2 separate regions of the Mus musculus genome follow, and region 1 is linked to region 2. A link is a contact called in public HiChIP or PLAC-seq data. All regions are on one chromosome and are shown on one strand. Each heading gives the region's core, a stretch centred on a gene start, on an enhancer-like site or on the middle of the called end of the contact. The rest is flanking DNA. Distances are from core to core; before and after follow the strand shown.

Region 1 (6,285 bases), core at 2,018-4,517, 700 kb before region 2:
TGACTTCACTGTGGTTACTCCAAAGTAGGGAGTCTCTTTCAATATGATGATGACACTAGGTGAGCAGTGTCACCAAGCCGTAAGTCATGAGTGTTGACCAAAGCTGATATAACTGTTGCTACAAACACAGTCCAACCGTGGTCACCCTGACCTACACTCTCCTGGTGTGAATGGCCAGTATCCCTTGGCATTGGAATTCTAACCATGGCTAACATTGAACAAATCTACTTTTATCGAGTCAGAAGCAGGTGGTGAGAGGTGGGCACACGTCGGAACTTAACACTGTTCAATATTTCTACCTTTTTACTGAATTTGGTTTTCAAGGCCTGGATTTCCGACTCACTCAGCCATATGCTTCTGTCTTCCTGGGCGTAGCTCAGTGCTTATTATTCTCTTTGAGTCCACAGAGCTCTTGTTCATGTTTTTTTTAAAACTCTTTGACATTTTTTTGATGAAAGTTATGTTTTTGTTTAAAGTTCTGTGTTCCTGAGGTTCCTCTAGGTAGTTCTCACTGGAGAACACTTCAGTAAGACTAGTGAGGTTTTTGTGGGGCACATGCTGCCTTGGCCTTTCATATTGCTTGTGTATTTGTGATGGGACGTGGCGTGTAGACTTCTTATATTGGTTGTGTTGCTGATGTGAGATTCTAGGCTGCCTCAGACTGGACCAGAGCAAAGATGTTTGACCCAGGCTAGGCCTGTGGGTCAGGATTAGGTGGTCTCACCATATTGTTGGTGCATAGATGTGCCACAAGGGCCAAGCCTAGAGGTTGGGACTATGCACAAACTCAGCACTTCTGTCTTGAGCTGTCTGGACTGCTTACTCTATTGAGGCTTTGGGTTGGGTCTGGGAAGATTTTCTGGCCCCATCTTGGATACCAGAGCCTCTGGTTTTCCTTAGTTCCAAGTTTGTTCACAGCCTGCCAAGACTAACCTCTAACCTGCTCCAGCAATTTCACATTTATTTAGAACCTGTCGATCTCCACTGATCTCTAGAGTGTGGGTCATATTCTGACACCTGGGTCAATATCACTCCATAATGACGACAGGTTAATGAAGGGAGGTTCAGACAAGCCTCTCTGGGTAGGAGTTTCTTTCGTAGCTGGGAAACATTGACACCTGGGATGAAGAGTTACAGAGGGCCCTGTGCGTTGGTTTTTCTTGTTACGCTGTAGGACAATATTCACAGGAAGAGACTTAAGGACATTTTACTTATTAAAGTCTGTAGTCTGGATTTCTCTAAGAAAAGAAAAAAAGGAGTATTTGATAATTTGAGACCATATTTCCACATGTCAGTGGAGGCTGGCCCCACTACGTGGGCAGTGTCTACTGCAGTTTGCCATGGTCCCGCTAGCACATCCTGCTGGGTTATTCTTTGAGGACAGAACCATTGGACCTTTCTTCTTCCAGTGCTCCTTCTCTCTTCCTCCCCCATCCACAGCCTCCTCATTTGCCCCCCCCCCCATCGAGCCTTTATTTCTTACTAAACCCTGGGCCAGGCACAGAGAAAGAGAGGAGGCCGATGAAAGAGGAGGGAGGATAGGGAGGGCTATTGAATAGCCATTTGGCACAAATGGAAAAGCAGGGTCTAACTCACTACATGAACTGGTCCAGCAAGAGTTTGGTAGCTTGTTCAGCCCCTCCCCACACCTCAGACTTGTTTCAGGAAGGAGTTGCCCTCCCCACCCTCTGTACTTCCAGGACCCAGGGAGGTCCATCCTTACCAGGTGAGGGTGCTGGGGCCTAGGGTTTCAGCAAGCCAGTTGGAGAGTGTCCATGTGTCGGGGACAGGACAGCTGGGCACAGCCTCCGTGTCCTGGCTGCACACCTGTTGGAAGTTATATTTGGAACAGTAAATCTTGGGGAATGAAGAGAGAGAAGCCAAAGGAAAAAAGTGGGGGTTCGGGGGAGGGGGGAGAAAGATGAAGCCCAGAACAGGATGTTAACACTGGAGTAGAAAAGCCACAGCCTCCTCTGGGAGGGCTCCATAAGGGTAAAGGGGGGATGATGGGGCTGTGGGCAGGGGTGGGGGAGGGGCAGCGAACCCATACTGCAAACTGCAGTCAGAAAAAAAACTGGCTGGGAACGTGACTGGGGAGTGGCAACTCTGTGCTAGCGCAAAGGCATCTCCTGAGAACCATATATATAAAATATAGCATATAGAATATAGAATATAATGTATATACATACATAGACACACAGATAATTATTTTCCCTGTGTGTGTTTCTGTGCGTGTGGCATGTGTGCAGGTGTGCATGCACGTGTGCATGCAGGCCAGAGGTCGATGGTAAGTCTCTTTCTCTAACTCTTTTCACCTTATTTCCTGGGACATGGTCTCTTACGAAACCCGGACTTAGGCTAAGCTGCTGGCCAGCAAGCTCCAGGGATCTCCCCACTTCCCAGCACGGGGCAGGCAGACACAGGCCTGCCTTTGTACCTGGATGTTTACGTGGGGCTAAGGATCTGAATGCAGCTCCCTATGCTTACACGGCAGGAACTTTGCCCAGGGAACAGTCCGCCCAGGCCCTAAAAAGAAACCTCTTCTAGAAGTGGGACCCATCCACTGAGAAGCAGGGTGGACGCTTTGTATTCTCACTCCCTTTCTGGGTTCCTCTAGCGGGGGCGGGGGGGACACCCTCAAATGTTACAAAGACTTCAGCCACATGCATTCCCATCCATTAGTCGCCTTAATAGAATATAAACATACACACGGGTTCTTTCTGCTACAAAAGAAATCTCCCGAAAAGTTAAAAGCAAGTCAGTAACTTTATCACACTACAAATGTCCATCCATTGTGTGGGCAAGGGAGGTATGAGCTATTTGCATTGAATACCAAATTTACAGCGACCTGGAGGCCCAACACTCAGGGATTAGAATGTGAGAATTATGCAAATCTGGATCACTGTAGGACTTCCACTTTAACCTTGCAACCTAAGATAAGCTACAAGCTGTAATGGTTAAGCTAATTTAAAGAGAAAGTTCTAGTGCAAATAGCAAGAACAGCAGCCAGGTCAGCAGAACAGGGTGAAGGACTGACCGCAAGACCCCCCCCCCCCCCCCCCCCCCGCAATGGAAACCCCGGGATTGTTTTACAGTGTTGCTAAGTGCTGTGTGGCAGACAGATTCCTTGCAGAGGGTTCAGTTGGAGTCCGAGTAATTTTAGTTTATGAACAGCACATTTTAGTAACCCTCTGTGACTCAATCATTGGCTTAGTAGCAAGTAAACCTTCAGTAGACTCAACACGTGAGTCACTTGCCTGCAAGAATGAAAAGGGCCTTGGCCCTGTTGGCCCTGTAGTCCATGATCCTGTAGCCTGGTGGGGAGCCGCAGGCTACATGTACACACTGCTCTGACAAGTGGGTGTCACCTACAGGAGGGCTTGTCTCTTTCATTATCTGTTCTCCACATAGTACAGTATCGTCAGAAACCTCTATACCGTACCCATCAGCATACAAACAGGCCTTATTGATTCTCGTCTTGAAGCCTGTTTCCTTGACTTTATACCTGCTCTAGCTATGAGCACAATTCCTTCCTTGTTCCTGCAACAAAACTTCTCAAAAGAGCTGTTTCTGCAGTTGGCCTCCTTGTCCACAGGTTTAATCAGCTGAAGATAAATATACATTATATTTGAAGGCTGAAGAGATTTCTCAGTGTTTAGAGTGCTTGTCATATCCCCAGATCCCAGTAGATAGGTTGGCATGCTACCCCTTTTCTAAGTCCAGCCGAAGGTGGAGACAGGGGAGTCCAAGAGTAAGCTAGATAATAACATCAGCTATATCGGTGAGCTCTGGTTTGATTGAGAGGCCCTTCTATTGTATGAATTATATATTCTATCCAGCCTGTATAAAAGACACACAATCCTGGTATTGATTTGCAAGTTGTAAGCCTAGATTGGGCAGGATTTGAGTTCCTCTAACATATATTTCAGCCATATGTCCCTTGCTATGTTTCTCCTAACCATGTGCTCACAGTCTCTCTCTTCTCATGGCTGCCTTCTCTCTTTGTCTTCTCTCTCTCTTTTTTTTCCTGGTCTCCTGAGATCCCTCACTTAATTCTCAAGTCCTGCTTTAGTCTTTTATTGACCAATTAGCTTGGGGAGCAAGGTTTGCCCAACCAAAGCTGGTGTACCTGAGAATTCATTCTCATCTTGGGGCAACCAGATCGTGGGGCACAGAATTTAGCATTTGAATACATAGCAGCACCACACCAAACCCAACACCCTGGTTCAGTGACTAAGGTAGAAGAGTGATATCACCTACTCTGACATTAACCTTAGGACTCCACAGGATGTGTATGTATCCACACACGTGTGTGCACATACATGAAAACATGCACACATGTATGACACACACAAAAGTGGGAAAAGAAAAATCATTTGACCAAACTTGACTATATCTAATTTGTATAGATTTTTCTGCTGTCAGCATTTCCTCGGAAATACAGTGTGATACTGTGTGCGGAGCCAGTAATTGCCATTCCAGAGGTGACACACAAGCTGCTGGAGGATGAGCACAGGTCACGTGCAATTCTGACATCATTTTGTATAGATTTTGATACCTAAGGAGGGTCTTGAAACAAATTCTTGTGGAGAGGAGGGTCAAATGTAGGGTTGCTGATTTTCTCATTTCGTTTTGACTCATTCATTCATTCATTCATTCATTCTCTTTCTCCCCACCCCTCTTCTGGTCTATTCTAGAAGGTTTGGTTCCCAGCAGCATCTTCCAGATTCCTTCTCCCTATCATTCTCCCCGGTGTTGTTAAAAGTATACAAACCCATCTCTATTTCTCCACACTCTACCTTGGCCTTGAAACATAGCCTCAGTCTGAGTTGCCAGTGAGCAATGCCCTTGATATCACTGAGTCCACTCATAAATACTGTCAGTTGTTCTCTGACTTTCTAGCAGTCTTTTACAGGGCGTCTTCATTAGGGTATAATTTTAATCAATAAACTGCACATATGTAAAGCATATAAGCGATTACACTTTGGCTTTGCATATACCCATGAAGCCATCATACCATACAGGGTCATGATCATCTCTATCAGTCCTCTAAACTTCCCCATGCCCGTCAATAACCCTCCTCTCTTGCCTTTCACACTGCCTCCCACTACACAGGGACTGCATTTTTTTTGTTATATAACAAATAATCACATACATTATCGGCTTAAAACAATAAATACTTATCATTTCCTATTTCTTCTGGGTTAGGAATGTGAGGCTATGTGCTCTGAAGGGTTTCTTCAAAGGTTGTAATCAGACATTGACTAAGCTTGTGACTGGAGGAGTCTACACCCATGCTCACAGTGGGAAAAATTAGTTTCTCACAGTTATTGAACAGAAAGCATCATTTTCTCACTAGTTATTAGCTAGAGGCCTCACAGGAGTGTGTGTGTGTGTGTGTGTGTGTGTGACAGAGAGAGAGAGAGAGAGGGAGGGAGGGAGGGAGGGAGGGAGAGACAGACAGAGAGGCAGAGACACAGAAAGAGGGAGAGAGAGAGAAAGAGAGAAAGACAGAGAGAGAAAGAACATATATAACAGCTAGCAATATGGAGTCCACCATCTGTTTATAACGTTAATGTCAAAGCTGGAATAATTTTACAACATTCTGTTCATTAGACGTGAGTCACCCTTGGTGGCTTGATAGCAGCTCAGCAGTTAAGAGCACTCATTGCACGTCCTGAGGTCAGTTCCCAGCACCCACAATGGGTGGCTCACAACCACCTTACTCTAGATCCAGGGGATCCAACCCTCTTCTGGCTTCTGCTGGTATTACACACACACACACACACACACACACATACACACACACACACACACACACTCACACACACACACACACACACACACACACACACACACACACACACACACACACAGAGTTACTCCAATGTCCAGCCAATGTGCCAGGTGGGAAGACCAGGACATGGTAAGAAGAGAGAGAGAGAGTGGTTGAGGAGCTAACCTGCCACAATCACTAACCTGTTCTCTGTCACTGTAGAGCAATGTTTTCTAGAGCTTTATTTAAGTGCAGTCAGTGTGTACTCTTTTCTGATCTGCCTTCATTCACTTATTTATTCTGTTGTATTTATTATTCATTTTTCATTGTTGAATAGCATTCCACTGTATAAATATCTCTGTAGAGGAAAATCTCTTATGTACTGTATGGATGTAACACCTGTCAATTAAAGTTGATTGGCCTGTAGTTGAGGCAGGAAATAAAAGGTGGGGCATCCGATAAATAGAAAGGATTCTGGGATAGGGCCAAGCAGGGGAGGCCAGGACTCC
Region 2 (6,314 bases), core at 2,224-4,723:
TGGGGAACGAACCTAGCTTATTTTCAGTGTGATTTTTTTTTCTTCCCCTGGAGTATGCCTCGCTCCCTCGTCTCCACATCCTATTCTGTGGGCCCACATTCACCCATTTGTTCTAAGCATCAGTCTTTGCTCTTTTCTTACACACCCTGGGTCACTTCCATCCGTGAAATAATCTCTTAGCTGGGCTCTGTGATCCATCGGTGATTGTCAAGACTGTCTGTAGCTCACATTTTGAGACACCTATTTTAGACGGTTCCTTTTGTGGCTCTGAGCAGTAGCAATTTTCCTAGGGTGGAGAGAGAAGGAAGAGATAAACAGAGAGGGATGGCTCCCTAAATTAGTTCATTCAGATGCCGTAAGAAAGACCAAAATAACAGTGACTTATGCTGGAGCAGATGCTTACGTCTCACCCATGTGACCATCTGGCTATATCCAGGGTGGAAACCGCAGCCCCAGAGACCCTCTATCTTGCTGGCTTGTAATGCTTGCCTGGCAGTTTGGTCCTACAAGGTTTGCCTCATCTCTGGTCCATGCATTGGAAGGGGGAGGATGAAAAGAAAGAAAGAGTGTGCCTTCCATCTTTAAGGACCTGACCCAGAAACTGTACTTGTTAGTTCTTCTGAAATCGTATTAGCCAGGAAATGATCCTGTGGCCACACCCAGATGAAAGGGAGTCTGGGATCTGTAGTCTTTAGCTGAGCAGCCCTGTGCCTGACTACTAATGCCTCAGGAAAGAACAGATTTAAGGAAATAATTGGTGTCTTCTGTGGTGACATGGCTGTATGTATTTCAGTGTCACTTGCGTGATAGTACTAAGGATTAATATATTAGAGATCCACTAAACTTAGCGAAGGTTTTCTTTTAGAAACATTGCACTCAGAGAGAGGACGTTGACTAGTAAGATGATGGCTCAGCAAGGCGAGGTGCCTATTTCCAAGCCTGACAACCGGAGTTCAATCCCCAAGACCCATGTGGTAAAGAGAGAACCTCTCACCTCTGTGCATGTGCTCCATGCACGTCAATGCTTAGACGTTAAATATTAAAGACTTCGGTGAATAATTACAAATTAAACAAGAGCCATTTATTTTATGTGTATGAATGTTTTGCCTGCACGTATATCTTGTACCATGGGAGTGCCTGATACCAGAGGTCAGAAGAGGGGGTCAGATCTCTTGGAACTGGAGTTGCGGATGGTTGTGGCCCACCATGTGGGTGCTGGGAACTGAACCTAGGTGCTTTGCAGGAGCAGCAAATGCGTTTAGCCACTGGGCCATCATCTCTCCAGCCCCCCCCCCCCCCCCGCTGCCCACACTCTCCTCCCTTTTTTTTTTTAAAGTTGGTGTGATCATTTTTTAAATTGTGATAAAACACCACGGCCAAAGGAACTTATAAAAGGAAGAGTTTAAGTTTAAGAGCTTACAGTTCCAGGGCTTTAAAGTCCATGATGGCAGAGCGAAGGCATGGTGGCAGGAAGAATTGAGAGCTCACAGCTTAAGCTGCAAGCAGGAGGCAGAGAGCACACTGGGAACAGCACCAATCTTTGGAAACTTCAAGCCTGCCCTTACTGACAACCCTCTTCCAACAGGGCCACACCTCCTAATCCTCCCTGAACAACTGGAGGCCAGGTATTCGACTGTATGAATCTATGAGGGTCATCCTTATGCAACCCCCCACTGTGGGAGACCTTAGTAAGACTGTACAGTGAAGTGGCAGAGCCCCAAACCTTGGGCTCATTTTCTGTCATTGTGTGTGTGTGTGTGTGTGTGCTCGCGCGCGCTTGGGTGGGCACTAGCTGTGGAAGCCAGTGGACAACCTTGACTGCTGAGCCTCAATTGTCGTCCACCTTGTTTTTTTATTTAGTTGCTTCTGTTTTGAGACTGGCTCTCTCACTAGCCCACAGCTCACTAAGCAGGCTGGGTTGGTTTGCCAGTAAACCTAAGGATCTGTCTTTGTTCACCTCCCCAGTCCTGGAGCGAGTACCACCATGCCTGGTAGTCCCTGAGTTCTGATGATCACATTCAGTTCCTTCTGCTTTCGAGCCTTGGTCTTTCATACGCTGCCATATCAAGGAGATGTGCTTGAGAGGCAGCAGATGGGGCTAAGATGAATCTCACATTGCCCAGCCTTACGTGGAGAGCTGCTCCAGGTCCTCAGGACACACTCGGAGGCTATGATGGCTCTCAGATGCCACACAGCAGCCCTCGTGGAATCTTAAAGTGCACCTTAGTGAAAGGCATGTCTGCCTTCTGTATTGGGTCTGCTATTTGAGAACATGCAGACACATTAGTCACCTTTGTGCCCACGGCCTCTGCTACAGGTATTCCATGCATTATTAAAGGGATTGTCCAACGCACAGGCGAATCTACATATATATATAAGGGTTCCTTCAGTTGTACACGACAGAAACTTAGCTGGTCCTGGATTAAGGGGGAAAAGATTGGCCCATCTAGGTCTGCATTGGGTGATGTCTTAAGAGTGTCCTTGGGTCCTAAATCTTCTGGGATTGGTTGAATCTGCATGCAGTAGCTTCAAAAGTGAGAATGGCTGTCTCTTACCTACAGTGTCTCTACAAGAGGCCAAAGCACTCTGTAGTCTTTCGTGGGGGTGGGGGTGGGGGCTCCCTGGAGTGTCTAGGCTGGATTACAATGATGGGCTTCCTGAGTCCAGAATGAAGGAGAAGAATCAAAGGGAACAAGGCTAGTGTCCACTCTGGACGCCTCTCCTGGGCCTTCTGGAGTGAGGAACAGCTATGCTCTGGGAAACTCAACTCTGCCTGACCAGGAGAGGGACTCTTTGATCCCACATATTCAACAGACATTCACAAGTGATTCTAGGTAGGGGTAAAGCCCAGTAGCAGGAAATAGCTTGCAGCATGAGAAGGCATCCTAGGAAAAGCCTTCAGTGACAAGTAGAGATATGTAGGTCTTCTCTTGTAACTATTGTGGAGCCATGGGAGATTCCTAAGCAGGGGAGGACATGAGCTGATTCCTGTCTTAGGTCTCAAGAGAAGGCACCTGAGAGAATTGAGTTTGGTAGGGGTGATATGTGGGACTTACAGGATCAGTAAAGGGGTCCCTGGTGGCCCTAGATGGCAGGCTTAGGCAGCCAAGTGAGGGGGTCCAAAAATCGCTGACAGACTCCGGATTTGTTTTTGTTTTGAGACGGCATCTCTTGTGACCCAGGATGGCCTTGCCCTCACTCACTACATAGCTAAGAATGGCCCTGAACTCCTGATCGTCCCGCTTCTGTCTGGGAATGCCCAGCTTACCGGCATGTACCACCACACCTGGTTTAAGAGGGGCTCAGAGGTTGAACCAGGAGCTGTGTACTTGCTGGGACAGCACTCCGCCAGCTGGGCCACATCCCAGCTCCCTGGTTTTGCTTCTGTTTAGAAGTAAACAAGGACAGAAGCCTTAGAAGCTGGCAGCTCTGTAGGCTTTAGCTTCCCGTGGCACGTAGCCAGCAGTACAGGCAGCTGCCTGCTAGGTTTTCCTGCAGGCTGACGGTGCCCTTGTCAGGCAGGAAGTGGTGTCCCCAAGGGTGCCACTATGAATTGGGGCTGCTGACTCAGCACCTAGACAGCCAGGCTTTGAGGCCACCAGACTTTGGACTGGAAGCATCTGGAAAGGAAGTGGCTGCCCAGGGCTTCCCCCGCAGTGAACCGTGGACAGCCAGGGAAGTGGGTGGCTGGCCAGGATGCAGGGTTTGGCTGAGGGACTCCCTCTGTGCAGCTGCCTGACATGGGGGGGGGGTCGAGAAAGTGTGTGATAGGGATGGAAGGGTTGTCCCTGTGTACCTGAGGCTAGACCACATGCTTGGCTGTAGGCAGCATTTGCTCCATCAGAGGTAAAAAGGAGTTCGGAAGGATTGGGCTCTTTCAGCTCCTGTGTTTGGGTTTGTTTATGTATTTGTTATGTATTGTTATGTATTTGTTTGGTTCTCCTGCTAAATGTGACCAAGGCCTACGGTCTATCTCTGGAGGTGGTCATGGATACAAAATGTTCATATTCTTGCTAATTACTGTTAGGTGGGACGGGTGGACATGGGTCACATGGCTTGAGCAGGCAACAGCAAGAGACACAAGAAGTGCCTGCAGCCTGCCTGAGTCAGGCACCTGCAAGCTAAACCCAGGGGAGTCTGGGACCACCCTGGGCTAGGCTTGGTCTGTTGTAAGCGATCCAACTCTTGCTGAGGCCTGACGCTGACCCCAGCCCTGCCCCTGGTCTCTTTCTTCTCTGCTGGGCCTTGGTTGTTTGGTACATGTGTATTAAACTAGCAGATGTCTCTCCCAGACTCCACATCCTTACATTTCTGCTACTCCTAGCTAGGGCTCTGTCCTGGGGTTTCTGCACACATGCTCCTAACCTAACATGCCTTGGACAAAAGGCTCCACATTTCCTGCCCCAATAACCAGGTCTCAGAACCAAGTGTCTTGACAGTTGCCTTCCCGTGTCCTATGCTCTCAGATACTGTCACTGTGATCTCTTCCTGCCTTATCACTCGGCTGGCCCCTTTCATCTACCCTGCACATGCTATCGAAGTAGCCCTGACAATGTGGTTTCTTTATTCCAGAACCCTCAGTGGCTCCTGGCTACCTTTAGTAGTTGAGTAGACGTTTCAAGTTGAACCCTAAGTCTGTCTAAAGTCTACCCCTTTACTGTCCCATTTCTCCCATCAGCCAAAGTGACCTGGTACAGCCTGGACCCCAAGCTCATCGGCTTTGTCTGGCTGGCCGCCTGGCCTCTTCCCACTTGGATTTGGATGATCCTGAGGCCTTTGGAGGAACTTCGAGACAAAGGCCCCTCTTCCTCTTCCACGGGCAGGAGCAGCCATTCGCCACGGAGAGCCCAGCTGTCAGCTGTCTCACAGGAAGATGCTTCGAGGATGGGGTGGCCCCAGTGTGGGTGTGTGTGTGCGCACAGCACTGGGGGTGCTGTGCCTCTGCCTCACAGGTGAGGGGAAGGGTCATGATCATGATGGTATGTGGGGATGTCCACTCCTCCCTGGGCTCCAGCCAGGCTGTCTCTGTCTTGAAGAAGCATATTGATTTCCATCTCTGGGCTCCACAGGCCACCAACCTCCTTTACCTTAGCCTCTGCTTCTTCATCTGTAAAATGGGACAGTATGCTATGATAATGCAAGTTCCTGAACACACTGTGTGAACTCTGCTCAGGACCATTGCCGAAAACTTTCTGTCCTCAGACACAGGCATGACTCCATTCTTTATTTTGTTGCAAACCTTTGCTCAGATGACAGGTCATCAGCATGCTTTCTTGACTACTTTGTATAAAACAACATAGCACTCTTCCTCCCTCCCTAAATCATCCCTGCCCCGAGCGCTTTATTACATTCTTCCTATAATTTACCTCCACTGGACATATGGTTCCTTTGCTTATTGCCTGTTGTCACCTCGCTCATAAGGCAAGGTCTAACCTCAGGGACTGAATGGATGATTGCTATGTTCACAGTGCTCTGTCCCCATGCTGAATAAATTCCCACCTAGTGCTTGGCTAAGTAAATGCCCTGTTTAGGTAGTCATCCACCTTATGGAGAAAACAAAGCCAAGTGTCTGGCGCCATCTAGTGGTCATCAGAGACAACACCATCTCTATCCGTGGGTGTTCAGACTTCTTTTTGTGTGAGTGTGTTTGCTTGGTTGAGACAGGGTCTCACTATGTGTACCTGGCTGTCCTTGAACTCATTATCTAGACAGGCAGGCCTCAAACTCACACAGAGATCTACCTGTCTCTGCCTCCCAAGTGTTGGGATAAAAGGTGTGTGTCACCACACTTGGCCTGGTTCTAACTTCTTTAGAAAGAATTTTGGGTGACTAAGCTCCATGTCCTAGATGTCCCCTACAAGGGGACACGTAGATCTAGTTGGCAAAGATGAAAACTGGCCTGAGTTTTCATGGAATCACTGAAAGATATCAAGGGCCAGCTTCAACCTCTAGACATCACATACTAAGAAAGAGTGTGTGTAGAATTCATAGTAAAAGACTAATCACAAAACAAATACAAATTTTCTAAGCCTTATATGGGTGCTGTATTCAGCTGGCTTCATTTGAAGCTTGTTTGTGCTGGAAAGTTTATAGGATAGAAGGCACGGGGGCCAATAGCGGAGCCTGTTTCTTTCTCTCTCTCTCTCTCCCTTCCTTTCTCCCTCCCTCCCTCCCTCCCTCCCTCCCTCCCTCCCTCCCTCCCTCCCTCCCCCCTCTCTTTCTTTCTTTCTTTCTTTCTTTCTTTCTTTCTTTCTTTCTTTCTTTCTTTCTTTCTTTCTTTCTTTCTTTTTTTTTTGTTTTTTGTTTTTTTGAGT

Evidence for each region. HiChIP or PLAC-seq counts read pairs in DNA pulled down with a chosen protein or histone mark.
Region 1: a contact with region 2 is called in an HNF4G HiChIP or PLAC-seq map of pancreatic cancer cells. The contact joins two enhancer-like sites. A contact is called at or near these places in 1 of 39 promoter capture datasets (the HPC-7 cell line), 2 of 484 Hi-C or Micro-C datasets (the P5424 cell line and embryonic stem cells) and 2 of 115 datasets of contacts at active chromatin or transcription factors (embryonic stem cells and pancreatic cancer cells).

What each region holds. Positions count from the first base shown.
Region 1 is chr9:59,242,328-59,248,612 of GRCm38.p6, reverse strand. No RefSeq gene overlaps it. Among named protein-coding and RNA genes, the nearest start is that of Gm33053, 10 kb to the right of the region's middle. Within about 2 kb of position 3,267, at least 22 of the 459 cell types and tissues checked have an H3K27ac peak or open chromatin away from gene starts, as enhancers often do. A contact at or near this core is called in the P5424 cell line and pancreatic cancer cells, where this site is marked.
Region 2 is chr9:58,539,305-58,545,618 of GRCm38.p6, reverse strand. It overlaps Cd276 (CD276 antigen), which reads left to right. Exons shown (of 8, transcript NM_133983.4): 2 at 4,679-4,952. The coding sequence starts at 4,874. Among named protein-coding and RNA genes, the nearest start is that of Cd276, 13 kb to the left of the region's middle. Within about 2 kb of position 3,473, at least 158 of the 459 cell types and tissues checked have an H3K27ac peak or open chromatin away from gene starts, as enhancers often do. A contact at or near this core is called in the P5424 cell line and pancreatic cancer cells, where this site is marked.